Linked DNA regions of Canis lupus: region 2 is linked to region 1. The links are chromatin contacts, called in public Hi-C maps. All regions are on one chromosome and are shown on one strand. The core of a region is the stretch at or near the end of the contact, and the rest is flanking DNA. Distances in the headings are between cores, read along the strand shown.

Evidence for each region. A called contact is a pair of places that touch in the nucleus more often than the background predicts.
Region 2: a contact with region 1 is called in a Hi-C map of blood, with 2.7 times the contacts expected there. The contact joins the promoter of CBLN3 here to the promoter of TINF2 in region 1. A contact is called at or near these places in 2 of 9 Hi-C or Micro-C datasets (amygdala and blood).

Annotation. Positions count from the first base shown.
Region 1 is chr8:4,344,587-4,351,202 of UU_Cfam_GSD_1.0, forward strand. TINF2 (TERF1-interacting nuclear factor 2) reads right to left here and starts at 4,528. Exons shown (of 9, transcript XM_038544286.1): 1 at 4,024-4,528; 2 at 3,778-3,882; 3 at 3,554-3,655; 4 at 3,363-3,470; 5 at 3,180-3,276; 6 at 2,582-3,041; 7 at 2,421-2,488; 8 at 2,224-2,315. The coding sequence starts at 4,257. It overlaps GMPR2 (GMP reductase 2), which reads left to right. Exons shown (of 10, transcript XM_038544289.1): 9 at 461-620; 10 at 822-1,440. The coding sequence ends at 1,011.
Region 2 is chr8:4,524,389-4,531,567 of UU_Cfam_GSD_1.0, forward strand. It overlaps CBLN3 (cerebellin-3), which reads right to left and starts at 3,956. Exons shown (of 3, transcript XM_038544353.1): 1 at 2,912-3,956; 2 at 2,488-2,607; 3 at 668-2,151. The coding sequence starts at 3,211. The coding sequence ends at 1,954. KHNYN (protein KHNYN) reads left to right here. Exons shown (of 9, transcript XM_038544343.1): 3 at 4,982-5,202; 4 at 6,044-7,158.

The DNA of each region.
Region 1 (6,616 bases), core at 3,278-5,777:
CAGTAACCCTGAAGCTGTAGTGTCATCTGGGGCAAGCCAGCAAGAGAAATCCTGAGACTCTGATAGAGACTTCCCAAGTGCAGGCCAGGTCCATCTGTAATATCCCCAGACTGTTGGACTAAAGTTAGAAACCTTTGCCCCTGGGGGACACTTGAAGCTTTGGCTGCACACAGTGAAAAGAAACAAAATGGCAAAGGCAGCAAAAAACAACAACAACAACAACAGAAGCCAGGGAGGGAATCTCCAGATTCCTTTTAAATTCTTGGAGAAATCAGGCCCACTGAGGAGTAGAGGCCAGAGCAGACCAGGCTTGTGTGGGTTGTGTGTCAGCTAGGGAAACAAAACCAGGAACATGTTATACTCATTGATAGGACTGAGAATTTGGGGAGTTGCTTCTGAGGGTGGGCATGTGGGCACCCGGACCAGATTCAGTTCTTTCCCCCCTTCTTGATGCTGGCAGGGGCAGGAGCTGACTTTGTGATGCTGGGTGGCATGCTGGCTGGGCACAGTGAATCAGGTGGTGAGCTCATTGAGAGAGATGGCAAGAAGTACAAGCTCTTTTATGGGATGAGTTCTGAAATGGCCATGAAGAAGTATGCTGGGGGAGTGGCTGAGTACAGGTATGTGCAGAGGTCCAGGAGCTGAGGGTTCCTGTAAAGTGTGACCAAGAGGGTGGTGGCAGAAGTCCTGGCTGCTGGGAGGTGCACGGTACGATTCTTGGAGGAAAAGCGGTGAACTGGGGTAAATGCCAGAGACCAGGGAAGAGCCATTGGGCTTATGAATCCAAAAGGAAAAGGTAAGAAAGTTTTTCCTCCTCTAAGGGCCTCAGAGGGAAAGACGGTGGAGGTGCCCTTTAAAGGGGATGTGGAACATACCATCCGAGACATCCTTGGAGGCATCCGCTCCACATGTACCTACGTGGGAGCAGCTAAACTGAAGGAGTTGAGCCGGAGAACCACCTTCATCCGGGTCACCCAGCAGGTGAATCCAATCTTCAGTGATGAGAGCTAGACCTGAGCAGCTGTGCCCTCTCAAGGCACTAGCACCTCCCAAGTGGGTTCCTCACCCATCCGAACTACTATGGCTATTTATCACTCAGTCATTTCCAGTTGTCTCACTGCTGAGGGCTCCTGCAGTAATTCTGTACTCTGTACACACATAATGCCCAGGGCACACACTGGGGAGGAAGCGAGGCAGCCAAGCTAAGAAAATGAAGACAGTCAAATGCACACTGGGGACCCAGCATCCCGAAGATTATTAAAAGGAAAAGATGCTGGTTCCTATCTAGGTGTTTAATGTGGCTTTGATCTGGAAGAGTTAGGCTCTTGAAATCATGTTTTGGTAATGAGCTTCATTAAATAGGAGCTTTGAATACCTAAAAAGCTCAGAAGTGTTGACGCATTTTAAATATCTCAATAAAGAGACCTCAGTGACTTTAAAGAGATTCTGGATCTTTCTGCACAAGCCTCGCATCTGAGTGCTGTTCCAGGGCAAATAGAAGCAGAGTTGGCATAGTAGAGTCAAGGACAGGAAGCACATTTTCCATGTAGTATCTCCATCCTAGTGCCACCACTCCCGGGTAGTCTGGCGGCATGAGAGTTTACAAAGTACATCCTGGCATCATGACACACAGCACTTTCTAGCATAGCAAAGGGAAATTTCTCTATCAACCCTTCTTGGCACACGTGAACAACATTTTCCAGGGGGAAGTGCTAAGGCAAAGGGATTCCTCCAGCCTTGGTGAGGCCAATTCTAAGGAATGACCTACACTAACTTGGTAAGAGCCTTCACTGCCCTTCCTCACACCAAGACCATGTTTAACAAATCCAAATTTAGATTAACAGGGATTACAGAGTTTTTAGCAAGGCAGTCAGGTACCACGCTTGGGGATTCCACTTTATTCCCACTAAAACTGTGTATAGAGCTGAGGAAAGAGACAGGCAGGGTGCAGAGGGAATTCTCATCCTATCCTAAGTGTCTGGACTTGTCCCTGTGGTCATGGAAGGGACAGACATGGCACTGGGGCCAGAAGCGGGGAGGTATTCATAGAAGGTGGGAATCAAGGTGTCAAACTTTGTCTTCTGAAAGTCTTCCAGAGACTCCTGCAGAGAAGGGAGCAGGGAAATACTATCATCATCTCAGTCCCTGAGCCCTCCATATTTTGGTGGGTTTCTCTGGTTCTGCTCAGCCCCTTCCCCCAGCTTTCTGTGCCTTCCTACTCACCCTTCCTTCCTTCTGGACATTTTCTTCTTCATCAGAGTCCAAAACCAAGTCCCCTATGGTAATGACAGAGCTGCACAGAGATGGAGGACACACTGTAGGAAGGAAACCAGAGTCAAAGCACCCTTCTAGGGGGACAGACCCTCAAGAGTCCCCAAGAGAGGAGGCTGTCTGACCCAGTCCTGACTCAGGATACTTACCTGGTTTCCTGGCCCTAGGAGGGGACAGTGAAAGTCTCAGGGGGTCCGCTGGGCAGACCAAACAATTCCTGCAGGGGGAGCAAGCAAAGAAGAAAGGAGAGGTGAGGGGAAAGCAGGCAAAGAATGTGCTGCTGGTAGGGAGAAGCAACTGTTCCACTCACTCTTCTTGCTCTGAAGCCAACAGGTCAGCTGGGTTCTTCAGAATCCTTTCCCCCAGGATTGGGGACAGATTCTTAGACTTTCCAGTGGAAGCTGCTCTCGTACCCACAGCACCTGTTGGATCTGCCATGTGCATCCCATGTTTTTCCTTGTTCTCCGGCTCAGATATGACTTGGGATGGTGAACCCAGATTCCTAAAAGGGAACAGCATGACTGTGGGGCGCTCCTTATGGCCTCCCTTAGTGGATGCCCATTGGGACTGGATTTTTCGCCGGCCCAGAGGGGCCAGATTAAAGTGGCAGCCAGCTGTAGGTACTGGGTGCTTCCTTGAGGCTGGTTCCTGAGGAAGGTATGGGCCAGGCCTGGCTTTTGGCAAAGGATGGTGAAGTGCCAGTTTTGGTTGCTGAGGAGGACTCTGCTCCGTGGGCTCTGTCATGCTCACTGAGTCAGTAACGGAGGACTCTGGAAAAGAAAACGAAGCTCTTTAGGACAGAAACACAATTCAGTCTGGTTTCTTATGCCTCAGGTCCATGTAACCTTTCCAAGAGCCCATCTCAAAAGGTTTCAGGCCAAACAATCCACCCTCAAGTTCCCTAGTACCTGAAAGTGGCCACCCCATGTCCACACCATATTGGCTCAAGGCAAAAGAAGAGGTGATAGAAACTCCAGGCTGCATCCAACTCAGCACATCCTGAAGCTGTGGGCAGAGGGAGAGAGGCATGAAGACCACAGTCCTTGATACAACCATCCCACGCACTGCCCTTCTTTTTGCCCCAGGAAAACCTGCTGTGTTTGCAGTGCAGGCAGTGCTTTTTCTAGCTGACACAAGTATTCAAAAAACAGCTTTTCCATGGCAGCCAGAAATGGTTCCCCATACTCTTGTTCAAGTTCCTGCAGTGGGGAGAAAAGGAGGTCAGAGGAGGATTAGGAAAATTAACCGCATAATAGCTTCCAAACCAGCCAGCCAGTCTCACCTGCAGCTTGGAAGCCAAGTCCACTGGGGCCTCTGCTAGTTGCTTCACCTGTTGGCAAAACGTCTCCTGTGCCTCCGAGATCTTCCTCAGATCCTGCTTTGTCTGTTGAGCGTAATGAAAAGCGGACAGTCTAGGGTCACCAGGACCCAGTGGCCGGAAGGAGAATCAACATCGTGGCACCCAGTGTTAACTGGGGAATAAGGCTTGTTCCAGGGGTTACTCACAGCTTTGGGGTCCCGCACTACGTGTCCAGACTCTGGGAAATGATGGTGCAGGACGTTCAGAACCTGGGCCCACGGCCGGCCCTGCAGGATCAACTCCACCACTACCTGTGAAGGGTACTAACTTCACAATCTGCGCTTTGGGGCCAGCTGCCCTTTTCCAACCAGTCCCAACCCCAAGTGGTCGGACCTCATCAGGTCCTCTCGCACCCGCCCTTTTCTGTCTTCCAGCTGCTCCTGGTCCGATACCTTGGCGTTTAGGCCCATACACAGGCGTTCGTGGTGGCGGTAGCGAACCAAACCGGGGGCGGCAGCGCGCAGCGACCGCAGGAACTGTAACACCCGCGGGAAGTGCTCCACGCAGCGACCCCGCACGACGTGCCAGCAGGCGGCGGCGGCGAGGCGCAGAGCGGCGGGACCGGCCCCCGGGGGCGTGGCCGTGGCCGCGGGCTCCGCCCCCGGGGCTGTCCCTCTGGCCGCCATCCTCCGCGCGAGGCTTCGCGACGACTCCTGCGGGCGAAGCTTCCGGTGCCTCTCAGTGGCTGGGCTCCGGCGGTCCGCGCCGGGAAGCTCGCGATCCGATGCCGCCCATGGGGCGCCCGAGTCCTGGAGGCCTTCAGCGCGCGCGGGTGGCTGGGAGGAGAAGCCAGCCGGCCCGGGGCCCGGGGTCTCGGCCGCGCCGCCGCCCCCTCGCGCCCGAGGGCTACCCCGCTTCCGGCTCTGCCGCAGTTTCCCTGCCCCGGAAAAGGGCGGCAACGGAGAGCCAATGGGCCACCGGCGGGGGGACGCGGCGTGGCGTCATAAGGCGACGCCTCCGCAGCGGGCGCCGCCCCCGCCCCGCCCCGCCCCGCCCCGCCCCGCCCGCCGAGCCCGCGAGGCCCGGCCCCGGTACCGCCCCACTTGCTGGTCTGGGAAGCGAAGGCCCTGCCGTGCCCCTGCCCCGTCGTCTGAGCCACTGCGGTTCCGTTCCTTGGACGGAGCCTCCGAGCGGCGTCGGCTTCCCGTAAGAAAGCAACTGTTCCTTTCGCGAAACAGGAGAGGGCGCCCGCCTTTCAAAAATGAGGTACTTGGGACCCCTGGGTGCTCAGCGGTTGAGCGCCGCCTTCGGCCCAGGGCGTGATCCCGGAGACCCGGGATCGAGCCCCGCATCGGGCTCCCGGCATGGAGCCTGCTTCTCCTCCCTCTGCCTGCGTCTCTGCCTCTAGTTCAGTGTGTCTCATGAATGAATAAATACAATCTTAAAGAAAAAATGAGGTACGGAGTTTGAGAAAATAAAGAAGGTGGTTAACTTGGTGTTTGATTTATTTATTTATTTATTTATTTATTTATTTATTTATTTATTATCTATTTATGATAGAGAGAGAGAGAGAGAGAGAGGAATAAATAAAGTGAGAGAAGCAGAGACACAGGCAGAGGGAGAAGCAAGCTCCATGCAAGGAGCCCGATGCAGGACTTGATCCCCGGACCCCAGGATCACGCCCTGGGCGGAAGGCAGGTGCTCAACCGCTGAGCCACCCAGGTGTCCCTGTATTTTCAGTCTTTACATGTCTGTCACCCCCACTGAGTGGGAAACCCCAGGGGAGAGCTGGTTCCTTTTTGTACATGCAGCATCTTGTTTGTGTATTTACAGCTAACACAACCAGCTCCTTTTTCAGCCTTCTTTCTCCTGTCTTAGGAGCCCCTTGTCTTGAAGCCTTGTTACATTCATAGGTTCAAAAAGACAAGTGGTCAGTCAGAGCTTAGAACTTTGGCCAGGTAATCTCATGGCTGCTGCGGGCGCAAGAAGGGTCTTGGGAGGGAGAACATGGGAAAAGTCCAGCTAAGAAGAAAAATAGAAGGTGGTTGTCCTCAATTCTTACATGCATAGGAGCCGACCCTTTGGGAGCTTGTTAAAACAGACTTCTTGGCCTCTGTTCCAGGGATTCTGGTTTGTGAGGCACCCAGAAACCTGAATTATTGACATCTCAGTTGATTTGAATGTAAGTGGTCTAGGGACTATGCTGGAAGAACCCTGAGCTAAGGGAACAGTTTCAGTCAGACCAAAACGAATCCTCCAAGTCACCCAAAGGAAAATTGACTGTGTGTCTCTGAGCATCACCTTCCCCTGCAGTTTCCTCTCTCTGGGGAGGGACCCCTGTCCCTCCATCCCCGGATGGCACCCAATCAGTGCTGCTCTACAAACCTGAAACCTGGGGCTTCTCCTACTACTGCTCCTCTCCGCCCTCCACCCTGCCACATCCTGTCCTTCCCAAAGTTCTGTGAACTTTGTCTCCTAGATGTTCCACCAAGCTTTCTACTTCTGTCCCCAGCACTACCGCTCTGGCCCCAACTACCATCTTGAGCATAAATGACTATGATTGCCTTCCAGTCTGGGTCTCTGCATCCACACCAACCCAGCTCTGATCTATTCTTGATACTACAAGCCCAGCAATCTATCCAAAACACAAACTGGTCCTGTCACCTCCAATTCCTCAAAGCTTTCAAAGGCTTCCCACTGCTCTAAGGCAGACAGAGATCCTTAATCTGGCCTATGAGGCCCCACAAGGTGTGGCCTGTGCCCCTCAACTCCAGCTCCTACACTCTGCCCTTTGCTCTCTCTGCCTTAGCCACATCATCTTTCAGTCTTGTTTACTCTTCCAGACTTCCTCCCACCACAGGATCTTTGCACAGGCTATTCCTTCTGTCTGCAGTGATCTCTTCCCTTTCCTCTACCTAGATATCCTCCTCCAAGGTCACCTATTTAGGGAAAGCTTTCCTAACCACCACCACCAGGCCAGGTCACATGCCTCTACTGTAAACTTCAGAGCTATTTACCCTACTTTATTTCATGTAGTTATTCTGT
Region 2 (7,179 bases), core at 2,706-5,205, 180 kb after region 1:
TTATTTTCTTTTGATGATCAAATTGTCACAACATGTCAGGTGGGAGCATTTTAAGACGGATTCCTGTCTTTTCAGCTCTCCCTTATATAGTTTAAAAAGTATCCTTGCTTTCTGTCATTGACATGTTCCTTTTTTCTTTTAAAGATTTTATTTATTTATTCATGAGAGAGAGAGAGTGAGAGAGAGAGAAGGGAGACCAAGGCAGGGAGAAGCAGGCTTCCCATGTTGCTGAGAGCCTGATGCGGGGCTCCATCCCAGGACCCTGGGATCACAATCTGAGCTGAAGGCAGATGCTAAATGGACTGAGCCACCGAGACACCCTAACAACATGTTCCAAACCTAGAGTTATTTAAGACATGGAGCTATTCTCCAAGGAACACGGAGTTCTTTTTATTCATTTGTTTGCTTGCTTATTAAAGATTTTTAGTTTTAAGTAATCTCTACACCCAATGTGGGGTATGTACCTACAACCCTGAGATCAAGGATCCTATGTTCCACTGATGGAGCCAGCCAGGAGCTCTGCCCCCTGAGTTATTTTAAGGGTGAATAATATTTGAGGTGCTAAAATCTAGGTGCTAAGAATGCATATCAGATTTTTCCTGATGTATGTTGTTTCCAGGCTGCTTTAGCGACATTTGAGAGAATTATTTCTTTTGAAAACCACAAATTCACATTGGTATTTCCTATTTAATGCAAGCATTACTAATTTCCTTTTTTATTTGACTTGAATATGCAAGTTTACATTTATCTTCTCAACAACATACCTGCTTGTATCCTGTAACCCCTGATCCAAATTGTAATGGCATCTTGTCTCTTCAGTGATCCTGCAGTTTCCCATTGACCATCATTCTCTAGTTGCTTTACTGATAGGTTCATCCATACTGGGAGAACGGGACAGCATGGTAAGACAGAGAAATTTTATAATACTGGCAGGAGAGCATTTGAAGGGATGAGTCACATCCAAGATGGTGGGAAGTTTAAGAAGGAGGACAAGGCAGCACAAATCAGGAGAAAGAAGAGAGTCTGAGGGATAGTCTGGAGCAGGTACAGTGAAGGTAGCTGAGAGAGCTGGGAGGACGGAGGTGGCTGTCAGAGTATGGAGTGGCTTAAATTCAGATCACAAAGGTGGAGCAGTTCTGGGTGGTGGCCTTGTCACTGACATGTTCCATGCCTGGAGATCTATACTTGCTCATGTATGACTTTCTACCCCTACCCCCAGCTGTCTAAAGAAGCTCAGTACACCCACTCTTGGCTAGAGCAAACATACACACCCCATGTCGTGGATGGGGAGGGGAGGGCCAGAGTCCATCTGGAACCTAGAACAGATAGATACCTGGCTTCACTGCCTGCTGGCTGCCCCAATGTCAATGAAACACGTATACTGTGTTCAGGCTGGGCACAAGCTCTTCCTGCCCCACTGGCCACAGGCTCTGGGCCACTCTGTGGCCCTCCCAACTCTTCTGCTGCCTTAGCCCAATGGTGCTGGCTCAGCTTCTGATTGTGCTGGCCAAGATCTGTGATGCTTGGCACACCTCATAGGAAGGAGCCTGCAGGCTACACTGAGGCTGGTCCATCTGGGCCCCTGTGGGGGCCTGTCAGGCTCACCTGTGCCACCTGTCCCCAAATAGCACTGAGCAGAAAGCTGGGGGTGGAGGAACAGGAAGAGCAGAGTCTGCAAAGTAGCACAGGCCTCCCTACCTGCCAAACCCTGCAGGCACAAAGAGATGCAGTGGGAGCCTGGGGGTGGGAGGGGAGGTAAGAGGGGCCAGGTCCCCAGACACCACAGCTCTAGTCTTCACCTTGGGTGTTAGGCACAGGGTCCCATGCAAGAAGGTTGAATATAGGCAGCCAGAGGGAACCTCTCTTCTTCCCCAAAGATGCTGCTTTAGGGGCAGGAGAGGACAGAAGTCAGAGGTCAGGGGTTAGATTCTGGTCCTTGAAAGGCTTGAACCTTTAGAGTGGGAAAATGAGGAAGCCAGAGAAACTCGAATATTTCCAGCCACCCAGTAGGTTCCCCCGACGCAGGCGCAGGGACACCCGGTCCCCGGGGTCCAGGGGCAGTAACACGGAGCTGGTGGCTGCCTCTCGAGTCACATCAGGGTCGTTGGCAAAGGCTGAGATGACAGGCCATGTGTTCAGCATCAGGCTCACCTGGGGAGGTGAGTCCAGTTAGCTCTTCTCCGCAGCCCTCTTCCCAAGACCCCACTTTCCCAAGGTCTTCTTCTTTTCTCAGTTCTTCTTTTCTCAGGAACTTTTCACAGTTCCCAAGGGCTCAGTACAATCTGGTAGGAGGGCTGAGAGGTGGTCACTGTTGGACTCTACTTCCTCCACCCTCGCTGCTAGGCTGGCCCTTTCCTCCCTTGTTCCTACCCGCTTCCTCCCCACCCCATCAATGGAGGGTCTACCTATGAGTCAGCTGGACTCCACTTATTCCCCCTCCCTCTCCTCCCCTCCTGACCCACGACAGGGCCCCAGCACACAGGTCACCTGGACAGTTTGGCGGTTGTACACCTTCACCACATGGAACCGGAAGCTATAGACACCACGGACAGGGGCCACGAAGGAGCCTGAGGCGCGGTCAAAGCCACCACCCTCGTTTACCAGGACCTGTGGGAAGTAGACTTTGCTGAGTAGGGTTCAGGAAACCACTAGGTTGTGGAGTGGGGCAGTGAGTAAGGAAAAGAAAGGGTGGCAAGGAGATAAGAACAGGGAGGAATGCACAGATTCAAACGAAATGGTGAGAAAGGACAAGGTGGGATGTGGGTGGGAGTGTAGGGAAAGGAGCCAGGCAGTAGGGTTGAGGGGCAGCTGGTTGCAGAAGGGGACTTTTCCCTAAGAGCAAAGTGGTTTTGGGCGGTGGATTCCAGGTCCTTATAGGTTGTCTGGACAAGGGCAAGGGCAAGGGGATTACCTGGTCAAAGTAGATGGCTCCACTGGTGCCATTGCTGATCTCTCCTGCTGGCTCATGGTGGTGGCTGCGGACTGCAGCAAATGCCACTCTTCCGGGGGGTGCCTCTCCCAGGGCTGCTCCCCCAGGCCCTCCTGCAGCTGCTCGGCCAGGCTCACAGACCACCAGACACTCGCCCTCCAGCAGGACAGGCTCTGCCCCCTCTTGGGCCCATCCACACCCTAAGGTCAGGAGCATCAGTGCCAAGGGCACCCTGGGGCTGAGTAGGAGACCTGGTAACCAGTGTCGCTTTGCTCCCAGCATGGCCGAGGGGCTCTGTGACCCACAAATCCTCTTGTCTCCTGCCCCTTCTTGCTGTTCCTTTCAGTTCCCACTTCCCTCAGACTCTCACTACCTTAGCTCCGCCCCTCAGCCCTCTCTCTCTGGGGCTCCGTGTTCCCTGGGCTCAGCATCTCTCTCCATACCTCTCTGTGCCCCACGACTCTGTCTGTCCTGCTTCTCTCTCCTGCTGTCACTGCAGTTCCCTCCTCCTTGGCAGGGTATGAAGTGACAGCAGCAGTTGGGCTCCAGGAGGGAGAGGAGGGATGAAGCAGCCATTCAGGAGGGCTACAGCCAGAGCCCAGGGCAGCCCTTCTGGAGGGCTCTGAAGGCGGCATCTGGGACAAGAGAGAACTTGCTATGCATCTAACAGTGTACATGTGCCTATTGGAATGTGTGTGTGTGAGTGTGCACGTGTGCACAAGACAGCCCTACAGCCCCTTCTTTCTCCTTGTTCCTCCTATCTATCTTCAAAATCCCTCACTAGTCAACAGCCCTCTCCGTGGCCCCTTTCTGGGGCTGGAAGAAAGTGGGCGCCCTTGTCTTTTCCCTACAACTGTCTGGGTGGAAAGTGCTTGGGCCAACGGTATCCGTATCTTGTGACCGTGGGCCAGTCTCTTCCTCTCTTTGGTCTTCCACATCTTCATCTGAGGGTACTGGATTAGTCCCTTTAAGGCCCTCTTCGCCTCCAGCTCTCAACGAGCGGTTCTTCTCTCCCGAGAAACAGCGGCTCAGAACGCACGAGAAACCGGACTGACAGGCAGAGGCGAGCCGCTCAGGCAGGCTGGGAGGTGGAGCCCGCGGGCACTGCGGGCGAGTGGGCGGGGCGGGGCGGGGCCGGGGGCGGGGCCGAGGCCGGGGGGCGGGGCCGGGGCGGAGCCCGGAGGCTGGCGCGCGCTAGGGCCCGGAGCCGGCCCAGGGCGGGGGTGGGGGGTGGGGGTGGGGGGGGGCCTGGCTGACTCCACCCCGGGCCAGGAAGTGACTCAAAAAGCTGTTCGCGACGTGCAGACCGGTCCCCGTTGGGGGAGGACTCCGAGAGGGCCCGCCCAGATTCTGCCCCGTCCCGCCCTTCTCCGCGGGGCCTGCAGGCACCGGGCGGCGCCGGCGGGACCGAGGCCCGAGCGGGCGGCCGAGCCGGGTAGGCGCGCTCTCCCCCGCGCCGGGGCTCCGGGAGCCGAGCCCGACGCCCCAGGGCCGAGCGGCCGGGGGGAGGGGCGGCCGGGGGCGGCGGCTGTGGGCGGCTCCCGGCCCGGCCCCGGGGCCCGGGCGGGGCCGGAGCGCCACCGAGACGGGCTGCGGGCCGCGGAGGGAGGGGGCGGTGGGAGGGGCTAGAACCCTGGAAATGGCAGACCGGGGGCTCCGGAGGACTTGCCAAGTCAAGCCCCAGATCCGTGCGTAGGAGGCCGCGCTGGACCCGGAGACTGCGGAGACCCCGAGGAGAGGAACAGTTTTGTCATCTGTGCACTTCTGGCCTCCGGACCGAGCTGGAGCCCCCCACTCTTCCCGCTTGGGGCTGTGGTCAGCCTTTTCCAAAGGCCAGATGCCCATCCCTAGTAGGCAGCCTTGTGTGCTCAGGACTTCCTCTCCGGAGAGAAGACTCGGTTCTGGATAATCTGACATTCCCTTCCTAGACGGACCCAGGTTGTTTACTAGATTGGTGACTAGGTGCGACCTGTTGATAGCTGCTGTAGGCCGGGAGAGCAAAATTTGGTTTGAGGGGATGAGGAGGCGCTGAGCTGGCTTCCCTCCTTCCAGGGCTGGGTGGCCAGGCAGCCATGCCTACCTGGGGGGCCGGCTCCCCGTCCCCTGATCGCTTTGCCGTGTCTGCGGAGGCTGAGGACAAGGTGCGGGAGCAGCAACACTACGTGGAGCGTATCTTCCGCGTGGGGATGAGTGTCCTACCGAAGGACTGTCCCGAGAACCCTCACATCTGGCTGCAGCTGGAGGGCCCCAAGGAGAACGCCAGCAGAGCCAAGGTGAACACCCCTCTCTGACCCTTCGGGAACAATGACTCCCTCCCCCACACAGAGCCAGAGGAGAGGAGGGGCTGCTGGGGAGGATCTCTCCACTCCTTGGTTGTCTTACTGGCAACCTCAGTGGCTCTGAGCTTTGAGGGACTTTGCAAATCTGTATTTATCTGGAGTTTTGGTTTCATTTCAGCCGTGTTGAGCCAGGTTCTGCCAAGACTTAGACAGGTGATTCCACTCAAATCAGCTGTGCTGTTTGGGAGATTGGAGATAATCCAGTTGGGCAAGCAGGCCCTACCAAGGAATTCACTGGGGGATGGGAGGCCAGGCCGCATTGCTTCCTTCCACCAGAGGTTCCAGTACAGCTCCACCACCTACCAGCCCTGTGGGGGAGTCTCCCATTTCCTTATCTATGAAATGTGAATAATTGCAGTGTCCACCTCATTAGGCTTACTGTGAATGGGATAAAGCATGAGTTCAGCAAAAGTTAGCAATGACAATCATTATGGTGGAAATAAACAATACATATACGCATAAATATTTAGAGAGACAGCCTCGTTAATTATATTCAGTTAACTATAATAGTATCTCAAATTGAGTCAAGTTCTAAATGGAAGTATGAACCATAGACTATCAGCTAAAAATGAAAAGTAGATTCTTGATCCCTTTTTTAATCCTTACCTTTTTCAGGATCTGTGGGGCTCCATTGCTCTGTCCAGGCTTCCTGGAACTTGGTTGGGGGCGGGGGTGCAATGGGCTTAAAGAGGCTACTGGGCCATGTAGAATTCCAGCAATCTCCTTTTTTCCTTTCGTTCTCCCCCCTCCCCCCACTCCTCCATTGCTCCCCTAGGAATTCCTGAAGGGTCTTTGCAGCCCGGAGCTGCAGGATGAAGTCCACTACCCACCCAAATTGCACTGCATCTTCCTGGGAGCCCAGGGCTTCTTCCTTGACTGTCTGGTCTGGAGCACAACAGCTCACCTGGTGCCAGGGCCGCCCGGCTCGCTGATGGTCAGTGGCCTGACCGAGGCTTTTGTCATGGCTCAGAGCAGAGTGGAGGAGCTGGTGGAGCGGCTGAGCTGGGACTTTCGGCCAGGGCGAGCCCCTGGAGCCTCTCAGGGTGCTGGCGTGCTGAGAGACTTCTCTGCCCTGCTGCAGCCCTGTGGGGATGCCCACAGAGAGGCCCTGCTACAGCTGCCCCCGGCTGTCCAGGAGGAATTGTTGAGCCTGGTGCGGGAGGCATCCAGGGGGCAGGGGCCCCATGCACCACCCCTCTGGGATAGGGGGAGCCCAGGCCCACTGGGTGCTCAGTACCAGGGAGTCAGAGCTCCCTTGAGTGAAGACAGGGAGTCCGTGGACCCTGGACCTATGGGGTGGCGAGAGTCAAGGGGTGAGAGACATGTTATGGAGAAGGAGGGAGGGAAGCAGGGTCCTCCCAGGGCGATGGATTTGGGGTGGAAGGAGCTGCCTGGGGAAGGGGCCTGGGAGAAAGAAGGGGCTTTCAGATCACAGTCAGAAGGAGGAGTGCCAGGGCAGGTAGGACCTCTGACAGCAAAGGCCCTCGGGCAAGAGGGGATGCCTCAGGACAGAGGAAGTTCGTTCTGTGTCCAGGGTGAGCCTTCTGGGGCCCAGGGCCCCTATCAGAGGGCAGCTCAGCCCCGGGGAGCCTCCCTCCTCCAGCGGCTACACAATGGGAGAGCCTCACCCCCAAGGGTGCCTAGCCCTCCGCCTGCACCCGAACCCCCATGGCACTGTGGGGACCGAGGAGACAGGGGAGACAAGCAGCAGGTGGTGGCTCGAGGTCGTGGGTCTCCATGGAAACGAGGCACTCGAGGGGGCAACTTGGTGACTGGCACTCAGCGTTTCCAGGAGGCCCTGCAGGACCCTTTCACCCTGTGCCTCGCCAATGTGCCTGGCCAGCCGGACCTCCGTCACATTGTCATCGATGGCAGCAATGTGGCCATGGTGTGAGTACCCCGGTGGGCCTG